Regions from separate parts of the Hordeum vulgare genome. Here regions 1 and 3 are each linked to region 2. The links are chromatin contacts, called in public Hi-C maps. All regions are on one chromosome and are shown on one strand. Each heading gives the region's core, a stretch centred on a gene start, on an enhancer-like site or on the middle of the called end of the contact. The rest is flanking DNA. Distances are from core to core; before and after follow the strand shown. Region 1 holds the start of LOC123401392. Region 2 holds the start of LOC123401170. Region 3 overlaps LOC123404355 (regulator of nonsense transcripts UPF2).

Region 1 (3,911 bases), core at 378-2,877, 240 kb before region 2:
ATGCCTATGATAGCTTCGTAATTCTCTCCGATCTATTAAAATAGTTTGGCAAACTAGATTGATATTTCTTCGACGAGAGAGGTGCGTTGTAGTAGGTTCAACCTGACGAATTTCTATATCCCATTCACAGAAGGGACAAGCCGCGTCTTTGTGTTGCTGCTACTAAGGATAACACAATGGGGTTTATTTATATTGCTTGAGTTTGATTTGTCTACATCAAGTCATCGTTCTCCATGCATTACTTTATTTTTCTTAATACTCTAGATGCATGATGGATAGCGGCCGATGAGTGGAGAATAGTAATAGGTGCACGCAGGAGTCGACTTGTTTGTTTATGAACGTGGTGCCTATATACACATGATCATTACCGTGAATATCGCATAACTATCCGCTTTTCTATCAATTGCCCAACAGTAATTTGTTTACCCATCGTATGTTGTTTTCATGAGAGATGCCATTAGGAAAAATAACGTCCCTCAGATTTATTCACATATATTTACAAAACCTTCAATACCTTGTTGCTATTTACTTGTTTTTATTTTATTTTGCAATTTACAATTATCTAGACACCTCACTTGCTTGCAAATAACGAGACCAAGGGGATTGACAACCCTCTTAACCGCGTTGGGTTTAAGTTGGTTGTTTTCTTTTGTGTGCAACCGTTGAAGACGGTTGTGGTTGATATTTTTATTGATTCGATATAAACCTTGATTTCATAACTGAGGAAAAAAAATTACTCACATTATACTGCAATTACCCGTTCCTTTTTACGAAATTCAACGTAGATTACAAGTATGAGCTGGTTTCATTAAACTAACATAACCATCAGAGCTACGCTCAATTATCAAACATTCTTTAGTCTTTTTCCGATTTAAACATTCTTTAGTTTGGAAATATTAGAATATGCGATGGTCTAGTTGAAAATTTCAAGGCACCAATTTTTACATCATCTGCTACAGCAGAAAAATCTTAGATGATCTAAAGCCTTCCCTTTTCTGCCCATAGCATTTTTTTGCTGCCCTAATGCAGTTTCGCGAGTCTTTCAAAGCTGCCACGTACCTCCAAATGAAAATGACGTTTAGGCCATCATAAATGAATAACCCAAGATTTTTTTTCTTTCATGTAACTGAATGAGATGTCCAACAACTAAACATGTGTAGAAACTCTACTCGCACACGGATCGTGGTGTAGTGCCAGTTGGATCTCCGAGCAGTCAGCGGCTGTTTTTTTAATGCGCCGGAAACATCGATGGGGCACACATGGAGGCATGATGGACGACGCGTGCGGTGCGGAAAGCCTCCAAATCCCAGTCCGGCGCCCGTAGATCGGAGCAGGTGACCGGCTGCTTGCCGTGCGTGTTTGACTCGCTCGTGCCCCCGAACCCAAGGCAGACGAGCATTCCCCTGCCTCTTTGCCAAGCCACCGAAAGAAAGATGCAAAACTTTGCTTCCCGATCGCTGAGGAATTGGGTGCTTTCGTGGTGTGGTTGTAGTCGATCCGAACCGTCGGTTTCCCAGGCCCGGACGAACGCGTAACGGGCATACGGCACGGTACGACTTCGTTCTACTGCTTGTGTGGTTGGACGCGTGCGTTCCATCCATCGTCCTCATTTCCCCACCCCACCCCACCCCACCTGGACGCCGAATCACCAAAAAGTAGTGCTGGGAGTTCTCGAGAGAGAGAGCCAGCAAGGAGGCAGCGCGGAGGCCAGGCCACCGTCGCGTGGCGTCCCACCACCACCCTCCCTATCGGATCCCGCTGCGCGCAGATCCGCGAGCCCCGGCAATGGCTTCCACGCCGGCGGACGGAGCAGGCGAGCCGGTCGAGGCCAAGGGCAAGGGGAAGGAGGAGGGGGAGAAGAAGAAGGCGGGAGGAGGGGTGCTGGGGAGGATGTGGCGCGGGATCTTCGGCGGCCGCGAGGACTACGAGAAGCGCCTGCAGTACCTGTCCAAGGAGGAGGCCGCCGTGCACGCGCGGATGCGCCGCCGGACCCAGTTCTCCCGCCGCACCGTCCGCAACATCATCGTCCTCTCCGTCCTCGCCGAGGTCGCCAAATCCCCTAACCATCCCGCTCTTTGTTCCTTCTCCAATTTACTACGCGTGTGGATGTCATATCTGAGATGATCATGGTCTGCTCTAGCGGCCGTGGGTGCGCCTAGGTTTGGATTCGCGGTGATTCCATTTGTTCACGCTCGGAGATTTGGCTGCCTCAATGTTTTCTCAGTCGAACTTTCGGAGTTTTTCTTTTTTCTTTCCGTGCTTCTGTGCGTGCGCGTACGCGGTCGTGTGCGAGGTTGTGAACATGCGATTGGGGTGTTATATTTTCCCCGGAGGTTAAAAGCGAACCAGCTTTGTTGGAACGAAGTAGACAGAGTGCTTTGAAAGTTCGGGATCATCCATGCTGATTAGACATGGCCAGTTGGCCACATGGGCGGATACACTGCGTTTCTGGTTCATAGATTCTAGAGTAGATCTTCTTACTGGGAAGAGATGCACAGATTTTCGCTATGATTGTTCTGTCAGATATTCATGTTCACAAGTCAATGCTGTTTGTGGATTCCTTTCCTTTTGGAGTTATTACTGTGTACGCCTGCCCAAAATGTTCAGTTGTGTGCTACTGTTTTCAAAGTAGAAATTGATGTATGTTGAATTATATGTTTAGATTGTCAATGCATAAGAAACCAATGTTGCGCAATTTGTGTATTTCCAGGAACAATATTTTATAATCTAGTTGCAGTTTGGTGTATTTGAGGTATCATTAGAACAACACTAAGTAGGATTGCCGAGAGGGTTTATTTTTTGAGTATCTGCCGAAAAGGAAACACTGGTTTCCTCTTATGCTGTGGTGAGAGTCTGTTTGGGGATTCACAGCTTGCCTCTGCGATCCTCTAGTTATGTGAATTGTTGAGTTCTGCACTTCTATGGGTTACATTTATATTAGACCAGTAATGGCTATTTTTGTACTAAGTATCCAGCAAGCAATCTGTGCCTTCTTAATAGTTGGTCCTATTCTCAGGCTGTGGCTGTTGGTTATGCCATCATGATGACAAGAGACGAAGATCTCACTTGGCAAATGAGGGCAATTCGAGTGCTGCCTATATTTGTTTTGCCTGCCATATCGTCTGTGGTATATTCAGCAGTTGTAAACTTCACAAGGATGCGTAAGTATCTTGAAACCACTGTCTGAATTCATAATTAGTGGTCCACATATTTGAACTATTTCTGCAATTTTTTAACCATTCTTAGTGAGTCCTGCATTGGTGCTGTCATCCCGTCATGTTTATATGCGTGTCGAATGTGACTTCTGTAACTATATCTTTGGCTTTAATATTGTGAAGTATGGGGCACTATGTTTTTTTTCTTCTGCAGATCAACAGTATGTTGTTATCTGGCACACTATTGTACTAGTCCACATATGCTGGTGTGAACTGTATTTTTAAGTTTCTGGCTTGAATTGAAAAGATTAAACCAATTTCCATTCTTCTAATTTCTGATAAGTATGCAATACGAAACAGTTTACAATATATGTATGCACTTGCACACATAGCATTTTCACTTCTTTGCACATATTTTACTTGTGGTGCTTCTAGTTTGACTCACTCAAGTCTTTTTACTTTCACTTGTGTGCGATCTTATCAGAGGAGATAGATTTCCTTTAGTTTTACCTATCTTCCCTAAAATGTTTATGCTTCTAGCAAAAAGATTGCTGTGGGGTTTGACTTCAGAGGTTGTAATATGTAGCTTGTGTTACAGAATTTTATGCTTTATAATACAAACTTTCATTTTAGCTGGAATGCTATTCTTTTCTTTTGACGTTCTGAAATTTGATGGCAGTCAAAGAGTGTGTCGAATTGCTTGGGACTTAGATAAGTGCAAATAATATCTCCATGAAAGTGGTTGTTGTTCCCCTG
Region 2 (3,962 bases), core at 1,052-3,551:
ACACATAAGGTATTCCTTCGGTGTTAGTGAGTTACATGATCTTATGGTCATAGTAATGAATACTTGACACGCAGAAAACAATAGCAACAAAATGACACGATCACATGCTACGTTTATAGTTTGGGTCTTGTCCATCACATCATTCTTCCAATGATGTGATCTAGTCATCAAGTGACAACACTTGCATATGGTCAGAAAACCTTAACCATCCTTGATCAACTGGCTAGTCAACTAGAGGCTTACTAGGGACATAGTTTTGTCTATATATCCACACATGTATCTATGTTTTCATTCAATACAATTATAACATGGATAATAAACGATTATCTTGAAACAGGAAATATAATAATAACTATTTTATCATTGCCTCTAGGGCATATTTCCAACACGTCGGACGCCGGCAGGGCAGCTAGCTGGTCCGTGCGCGCCGCGACTCCCTTCGCCGGCCGTCTCCTTCGTCGACGCCCGCAAGCTGTCCGACAGTTTGCCAAGGTACAAAATGGACTCCGCCGACGAGTTCTTTTTTCACAATTTCCTTTGCGACTCAGACGATTCGTCGTCCGATGGCGAGGAGGAGATATTGGCTGTCGTGTTGGTCCATCACCACCTCAACAGCCAGCGGCAGTTGTTCCGTGGCTCCATTCCGGGCTACCTTCCGGCGTTGAATCGCAACCGAGAGAGTGGGCATTTCCTTCTTTGAAAGGACTACTTTGATACAACAAACCCATTGTTCAAACATAAAAAATTCCGCCGTCCTTTCCGTATGAGTAGGCATCTTTTCAACCGTATTAGAGAGGGGGTGGTCGGCTATGATGACTATTTCGAGTGTAAAGAGGATGCCGTTGGCAAGATAGGTTTTTTCCTCTTATCAAAAATGCACTGCCGCCATCCGAATGCTTGCATACAGATGATCTCATTGCCGAGTACGTCCGTATGAGCGAGTCTACTTGCCTAGAGTCCCTGTATAAGTTTTGCAAGGTTGTTATTGCTGTGTTTGGCCCTGAGTACTTGAGAGAGCCGACTACTAAAGATACAACCCGTTTGTTGGCCATGAATGCCAGCATGGGTTAGGGATGCTTGGTAGCATAGACTGCATGCACTGGGAGTGGAAGAACTGCCCTTCTGCTTGGCAAGGGCAGTATCAGGGCCATGTCAGGGCTTGCACTGTCATAATAGAGGCCGTGGCGTCTGAAGATCTCTGGACCTGACACTCTTTCTTTGGCATGGCCGGATCACACAATGATATCAACGTGCTTCAGCGCTCGCCGGTGTTTGCTAGGCTTGTCGAAGGCAACAACCCACCAGTGAACTTTACTGTCAAGGGCCACAACTACGACAAAGGATACTACCTGGATGATGGTATCTATCCTTAGTGGATTATTGTCAAGACAATACCATAGCCTGTCGGAGAGAAGAGGAAAAGATTTGCCCAAGAGCAAGAGAGTGCTAGGAAGGTTGTCGAGCGTGCCTTTGGTGTTTTGCAATCTCGATTGGGCATCGTTCGGTATCCTGCTAATACCTGGAGCACGCAGAAACTATGGGAGGTGATGACTGCTTATGTGATCGTGCATAATATGTTCGTAGAAGACGAGCGCCCGGAACGTCTGTACGATCAAGGGTTTCAGTTTCAGGGTGAGAATGTTGTGCGTGAGCATGAAGGAGCGGCAACGTTTGAACAGTTCACCTAATTTTCATCAAGACATCCGTGATTGAGAAACTCACGTGCAACTGCAAAATGATTTGGTTGAGCATATGTGGGCTGATGTTGGCGACCAATAGATTTATCTTCTTTTATTCGTTTGCAAAACTATGTGAGAACTATGTGATTTTCATTCGGCTTGTAATAACTATGCTATTTTATTCGATCCAAATTATGTTATTTGATTCAAACTATGCAAATTCATGCAAAATATGACGGCCAGCCGGCCATGCCGACACATATGGGTCGACGCCGACCCATATCTAAAACAGGACGGACGCGGGGTGGGCGGCTGATCCAAACGGACAAAAAAAACGGACGAAATCGCCGTCCGTTTGGGTCGCTTCATTGAAGTTGCTCTAACTTTTACTTCCGTTTTAAAAAGAAAAAAATAACCTGAAAATGGATTCTATACCTTGCAACGGTTACAAACGTGTCCGAGCCCCCCATCGGCATCCAAACCGGACAGTGACAATTGCATGGGGACTGGGGAGGCTTCGCATCGCCACCTCTCACAGATAATCGGTCCTAGCTAGCGACTTTGGCCGTGTCCGCCGGATAGAGTACGCAGGGTAGCACATAGGAGTATATGTATAATAAAACTGACGCCCAACATAAAGCTCGTCGTCCTTCCCGTCGTACTACTAGATCGTGGTCTCTCTCTCTCTCTCTCAGTATTGGTGCCTAGGAGACCGCGCGGCAGGAGAGGAGCCCCCCTCCCTCCCTCCCTCCTCTTCTACCGACGCCGTCGAGGTCGAGGTACGCCACGCACGCTCCTTGTTTCTCCGCACCTCATTACTTACTCCCGCACCTAATTGGCATTAGCTGGGATTTAGTTTAATCGATTGGTTCACGATGGAGGGAGGGGAGGGGCACACAGAGTTGGACGGAAACAGCGGCGGAAGCAGGAGTCGCTGCTCCAAATTCCCCCCATTTATTTAACCTTGATTATCGTTAGAGCCTTAAATTTAAGGGACAAATAAGGGGGCAATTTTTTTAAAAAAACTTTCTTGAGGCGTCCTCTGTTGAGAACACCCAGCTTCCTCGCTTTATTTCCCCTTCATCATGCAAGAATTCCCCCCCTTTCCCCATCTTTTGAAGATCCTTTTGTTTTTCATGGCTATAGGTTCCCCCCCGTTTAACCCAGCCCGTCCCTTGGCATTTATCGGGGAGGGAGTGGAGAGGGGAACTGAGAAGGGCCTGATTTGATTCCTGGTAAGTGGAGCGGGGTAGCCACTGTTGGGCGGAAAGGAATCTATGTTGGTTGGTTCGCCATTAATGCCGCTTCGTTTGCTTTTCCCTCGCCGTGATCTGGAACATGCTAAATCCGATCGGGCGATCCTGTTCGATCAGACTCGCTTGCTCGACTGGGTTGAGTTCATCCATGCCGCTCCTTTTCGTTCTGTTGAGATTCTTTCTTCTCTACCACGGACGATCCCTGTTGCTCAGCAAAGTTCTCTCCGCGAGAAAAGTCGTAGCGATTTCCAATTTCCGTCGGTCCACCCTTTTCTTTTATTCCAGTTACTACAATCCAATCTGTTTTGTTGAGAAACTTTGGATGGGGGATAGTATACGAGGTTCAAAAGAAGTCTGAATGAATGAATTGTCAAATGCTTAGTTAGTAGACGCGCTTAATCTGAATATCTGATCGTCGTAATGATCTTTTAACTACAACAGTTTGATCTTTCTCTTCTTCGCAAAAAAAAAACAGTTTGATCTTTCTCTGTCGCTGCACCGCGTCCTTCGTGTTTCTATATTCCATTCCCTGTTTCTAGTAAGTACCAGTAGTACTAGCTAATTCATGCACTTCACCTTTCTGTGGCCCCTCTCATTGACATTACCGTACTCTTCTCCTTTTGACTTCTTGCTTAGCATTTCAAACATATTACACAGCAGCTCCCACTGAGAATGTTACTGTCAGTTTGCACAAACTACTTTAGAGTTTAGAGTAAAGATTTGTGCTTTCCACCACGTTCCACGTTTGATAAGCAGGTGAGACTGTCATTTTCATGAGGTCATAGTCATACAGACAGTGGCCGAGCTAGAACCAAAACCCTGTGGCTGTGGGGCCAACTAATCTAAACTTTCTGGCACTTAAAGTCTTAAAGTATGTTCCAAAATAATGAAAAATAGTATTGAATGCAACATGTTTTTTATTTATTTGAGAAACTCTGAAAGTAACAGTCCGACGTTGTTGTGAAGCGGCGTGTGGATGATAGTAAAAAAGTACTTCCTCTGTTCCAAAATAAGTGACTCAACTTTG
Region 3 (4,045 bases), core at 483-2,982, 150 kb after region 2:
GAAACCATTATTTTTTAAGGTTGAAAGACCGATTCTAGGAGGGGGCCGTATACCTGTCAAACCTCGTCGAAGCAAACACGCCGCTGCGGATTTTGCTCAGATTCATTACCGCACGCCGAAAAAAACCGCTGGACGCCACAATCGATCGCCGCCGGTTTGAATTGGACGAGCTCGACCACGCCATAGCCTCCCATGACCTCAGCCTGGCCGTCGGAGTCCTCCCAGCGCGGCAGGCAAAGGGGCACGGCACGGCCGACGTTGCTGGCAACAGAGCAAGTCTCTGACGACGGAGACGACGGGGCATGCCCGACGGGCGACAAGGCATGAACGGTGAGGTTGGGCGCGGAGCATGGCCGACGGGTGACGGGGCGCGTCCGACGAGGTTGGATGCGGCCGTTAGATCGAAGGAGGAGCTCTTTATTACAGTTTAACAGTTTTTTTTACAGTTTCTGTTCGGACATAGCTAAAATAAACCTTTAAAATATCAATTTTTTTGACCCATGTCTCATTTTTATAGTTTGCGTTTTTACAGGGTTTAGATGCTCTAACCTAGGGCGCTCTTTCTCTCTCTATCTATCTGGTCAATTGAGTAGGCACAAGATTTGGATTGAGTGACCGCATAAGCGCATTGTCGCTGCTGCTGCCTGGAATCGATTTTCTGCTGCTCGCTGCTCGCCTCGGCCGCCTATGGCCAGCAAAGTACTAACTTATTTTTCCAGTCCCTGCTCTCCTCCACTCATCCCGTGCTGGCCTGTCGGGTGTTGGCTTGCTGCCATTCTAGTGCATGGCTGCTTTGCTTTGCTGCATAATGCTGTTGATTACTGTTGCTGACATACTAATGTTGCTGTTGTTGAGACTAGAGATCGACATATATTAACATAAATATGTGGGCACATACCACATGGGTTTGAAAAAAGGCACAGAGGCAACAAACAATGCAGCATTTTGATCCAAGCAATATTTTTTTATCTTTATTGCATATATATTGTTATTAATTATGTATATATGCTCACAATATATATCACTGTATTGCTGTTTCTAGAAAACACCGTATCCCGTATCCCCGTATCTGTATCGATGCTTCATAGGTGATAGGTGTAAAAGAGGGGGAAATGCATGCATAGCATATATTGCTTGCACACGAAGGAAGGCACGGCCTTGCTTTTCCACGTACGTCAGTGAGCGGCCGGGCCGGTGAGAGGGAAATGCATCTCTATCCAACCAACTAGGGACCGAGAAGGGAACTACTCGTACGTACCAGCGGGCGGCCGAAAGAAGGCAAGGCACGCACTGAGACGAGAAAAGAAGGAAGACAGACAGACAGCAACCATACTGGAGTGGCTACTGGCGCTAGACCGCCGGACCGGTAATGCGATGCGGATGCAGAATCTAAAAGCACTAGTTGCGGTGAGGGGGGTCAAAGGTTCGCCGTCCACCCGCGCCAGATTCTTCTTCCTCACGGAGCCAGCAGGGAGGCGACACGACGCTCTCGGAGATTCCGGCCGCATCGATTCGATGCCACCCGGAAACTGGTTCTTTCTCTCTCCCAGTGCTGTAGCTCTGGCATCCCGGCCCTAAAGAGAAAATCATGGCCGCGACTATGGACGGACAGGGTAGTTTGTTCCTCACCCGACTCTATGTCTGGCTGTTGCTACGCTACCTAGGTACAGATCAGGACCGCATTATCACGGATCTGACCAGCAGCAGCTGTGGTGCAGGTGCGGCACGAACAATGGCCGCCCCGCCTGTGGATCTCTCTAACTAGAGAAACGCATGTGGATGTGCCTTGAGGGTAGACGGCGTAGCCATCCTGTTTCTCCGTCGTGATCATTCCGCGTAAAAGTAGCATCAGATCGTGGCAGACATGGTTGTACAGATGCATATACGCGCACGCAAACAGCCTCTAGCGCACCAAGCGGAAGCGATCGGTCGATTAGACGGAAATCATCATCAGGGGGAACTAGTTTGTTGATTTGATCGCTCCCAGTTTCTGACTTGGATTTCCCTCAAACAAAAAAAAAGTTTCTGACTTGGATTCGACCACATATATTGCAGCTACACGGCTGCGGGGAACCTTTGAGGTTTCGCGCCGCGAACCTGCGAGCCACTGAGCAGGCTGCAAGTCTGGCAGATTTTTACCAACTTCCAGAATTTGGTGTAATAATACAATAGAAATGATTTGACTTGTGTTCCACGTTTCAGAAGGATGTCAGCAATGTTGCACACTAAGGCAGAAGAATGAGCATGATCGGTGTTTATTCTCGTCTATGGTTTATACAAACACACTGGCATGGCATCCAAGCAACAATTCTGGCACGTGGAAGATTTGCAAATAGCAACACCACATCTACATTCAGGTAGATATGCACGCTCCAAGTTTACAGCTGAAGCAAGGTGTCCCTCCAGTACAAAAGAAAATCTTTATGTACACATTAACAAACCAGCCCAACTGAACAACTTCAGCAGAAGAACGCCCTTTCAGACATTCTTCTCCTTCGTCAGCGGTATTGTCGTTTTATTGTCAAGTGGGGCCCGGCTCTATAGTCGACCCACCACTTGTATTCAGAGGTGAAAAGCCTTTTCTATCATCCTGTTTACGTCCTGTCAAACTAATTCAAGGCATCCTCTTCTCCGTTAGGAGTTTGACACCATTGCCCTGTCAAAAACCTCAGGGACAACTATGGCATTCATCTTCTCCTGCCATATCCTTGGTAGAAACCACCAGCAGCATGGTGACGCCGAGCGCCTCCCCTGATCCAGCCATCCCAATTGCCCCGCCCACCTGATCTAATACTGCTGCCAGTGTTGCTCCCTCCTTGACCCCAGTTCCCCATTTGTGACGATCCGCCATTCATTTCTTCTTCCTCCCTCTCGTTGTATTCAAGGATCCTTCGCTTAATGTTCTGCTTCTCCTCAAGCTCAGCAGCTTCTTGCTGCTTTGTGCTCTGTACAAGAGAGCAGTCGCCAGGGACGAACATCTGCTTCGTCTGTTGCTTGTGCCCTTTCTTCATTAGCACCTTAACGCGCACCTTGCTGCCACCGCCAGCATTACCACCCTCTTCATCCATAGTTTCTTCTCCACTCTCAGACTCCACAGCCCTTGCATCCTTTGAACCTTCAAGGACATTCATTGGTACCTTCATGTTCAAACTGGACCTGGAACGCACCTCCGATTTACGTGACTCCAAACTCTCCTGTAGAAGGGCTTTCAGCTCTCGGTCAAAGTCTTCTTGCTCCTTGGGATCAACCTGCACAACCTTTTGTCTAACCTCAACACCCTCATCTTCATCAGAACCAACAGGCATCCCATCGTCCTCATCATCACCTTCGTTCTCCGATGCATCATTTGATTTCTCAGACAGAAGATCTTCTTCATCTTCATGACCACCAATGCTGCCACTATCTGAATAGCTCTCACTATCTGCGCCTTCTCCATGATCCTTACCATTTCTTTCAGCTCCATTTGCTGAACCCCTGCCATCATCATGTGGCTGCCTTTTCTGAGATTCATTGTCCGAGTGCCTTTCACTCTCAGGTTTCTCTACTGAAGCCGCACGCTCGTGTTCTTCGAGTTCAGCTAATGCAGAGTTAAGTTCATCTATTGATGAATATCTGGTCATGTTTGGTCGTAGCTCAGCAAACAAATCCTGAAAGAACATATGGATGAGCTCACTGAAGGAATGTGCAAATAGAGCTATGGAATATATTTGATTCTACATTAAAACTATCATGTTGACTTGTCTTTTAACTCCTAGTACAAAAACAACAACAATAAAACAGCATTTACTGCCTTATAACAAAAATAATAGGTTCATCTAAGGTATTGCCCTGTTTCATTTGCATTACGTTTACTTTGGAACATGTGCCTGGCTGCTGCTACAAAAGTCAGGGCTCGACACCATACATTTATCTTTGTTTATTTTCTTTTACTCATTGTATTTTTAAAAGATTAATAGCATCCAGAAGCCAAAAAAAAATTTAGTGTTCTTGGACATTCTCTAAGGGCAAAAAAACGGCCTAGTGCCCTGGTATGAATGTTTTGAAT

What was found. A called contact is a pair of places that touch in the nucleus more often than the background predicts.
Region 1: a contact with region 2 is called in a Hi-C map of seedling, with 3 times the contacts expected there. The contact joins the promoter of LOC123401392 here to the promoter of LOC123401170 in region 2. A contact is called at or near these places in 3 of 6 Hi-C or Micro-C datasets (leaf and seedling) and 1 of 1 datasets of contacts at active chromatin or transcription factors (embryo).
Region 3: a contact with region 2 is called in a Hi-C map of leaf, with 2.9 times the contacts expected there. The contact joins the enhancer-like site here to the promoter of LOC123401170 in region 2. A contact is called at or near these places in 4 of 6 Hi-C or Micro-C datasets (leaf and seedling) and 1 of 1 datasets of contacts at active chromatin or transcription factors (embryo).

What each region holds. Positions count from the first base shown.
Region 1 is chr6H:382,591,041-382,594,951 of MorexV3_pseudomolecules_assembly, forward strand. LOC123401392 reads left to right here and starts at 1,628. Exons shown (of 5, transcript XM_045095179.1): 1 at 1,628-2,046; 2 at 3,017-3,161. The coding sequence starts at 1,786.
Region 2 is chr6H:382,827,625-382,831,586 of MorexV3_pseudomolecules_assembly, forward strand. It overlaps LOC123401170, which reads left to right and starts at 2,302. Exons shown (of 3, transcript XM_045094908.1): 1 at 2,302-2,458.
Region 3 is chr6H:382,979,854-382,983,898 of MorexV3_pseudomolecules_assembly, forward strand. LOC123404355 (regulator of nonsense transcripts UPF2) reads right to left here. Exons shown (of 17, transcript XM_045098274.1): 17 at 2,240-3,647. The coding sequence ends at 2,688. Among protein-coding and RNA genes, the nearest start is that of LOC123404355, 18 kb to the right of the region's middle. Within about 2 kb of position 1,733, at least 2 of the 3 cell types and tissues checked have open chromatin away from gene starts, as enhancers often do. A contact at or near this core is called in leaf, where this site is marked.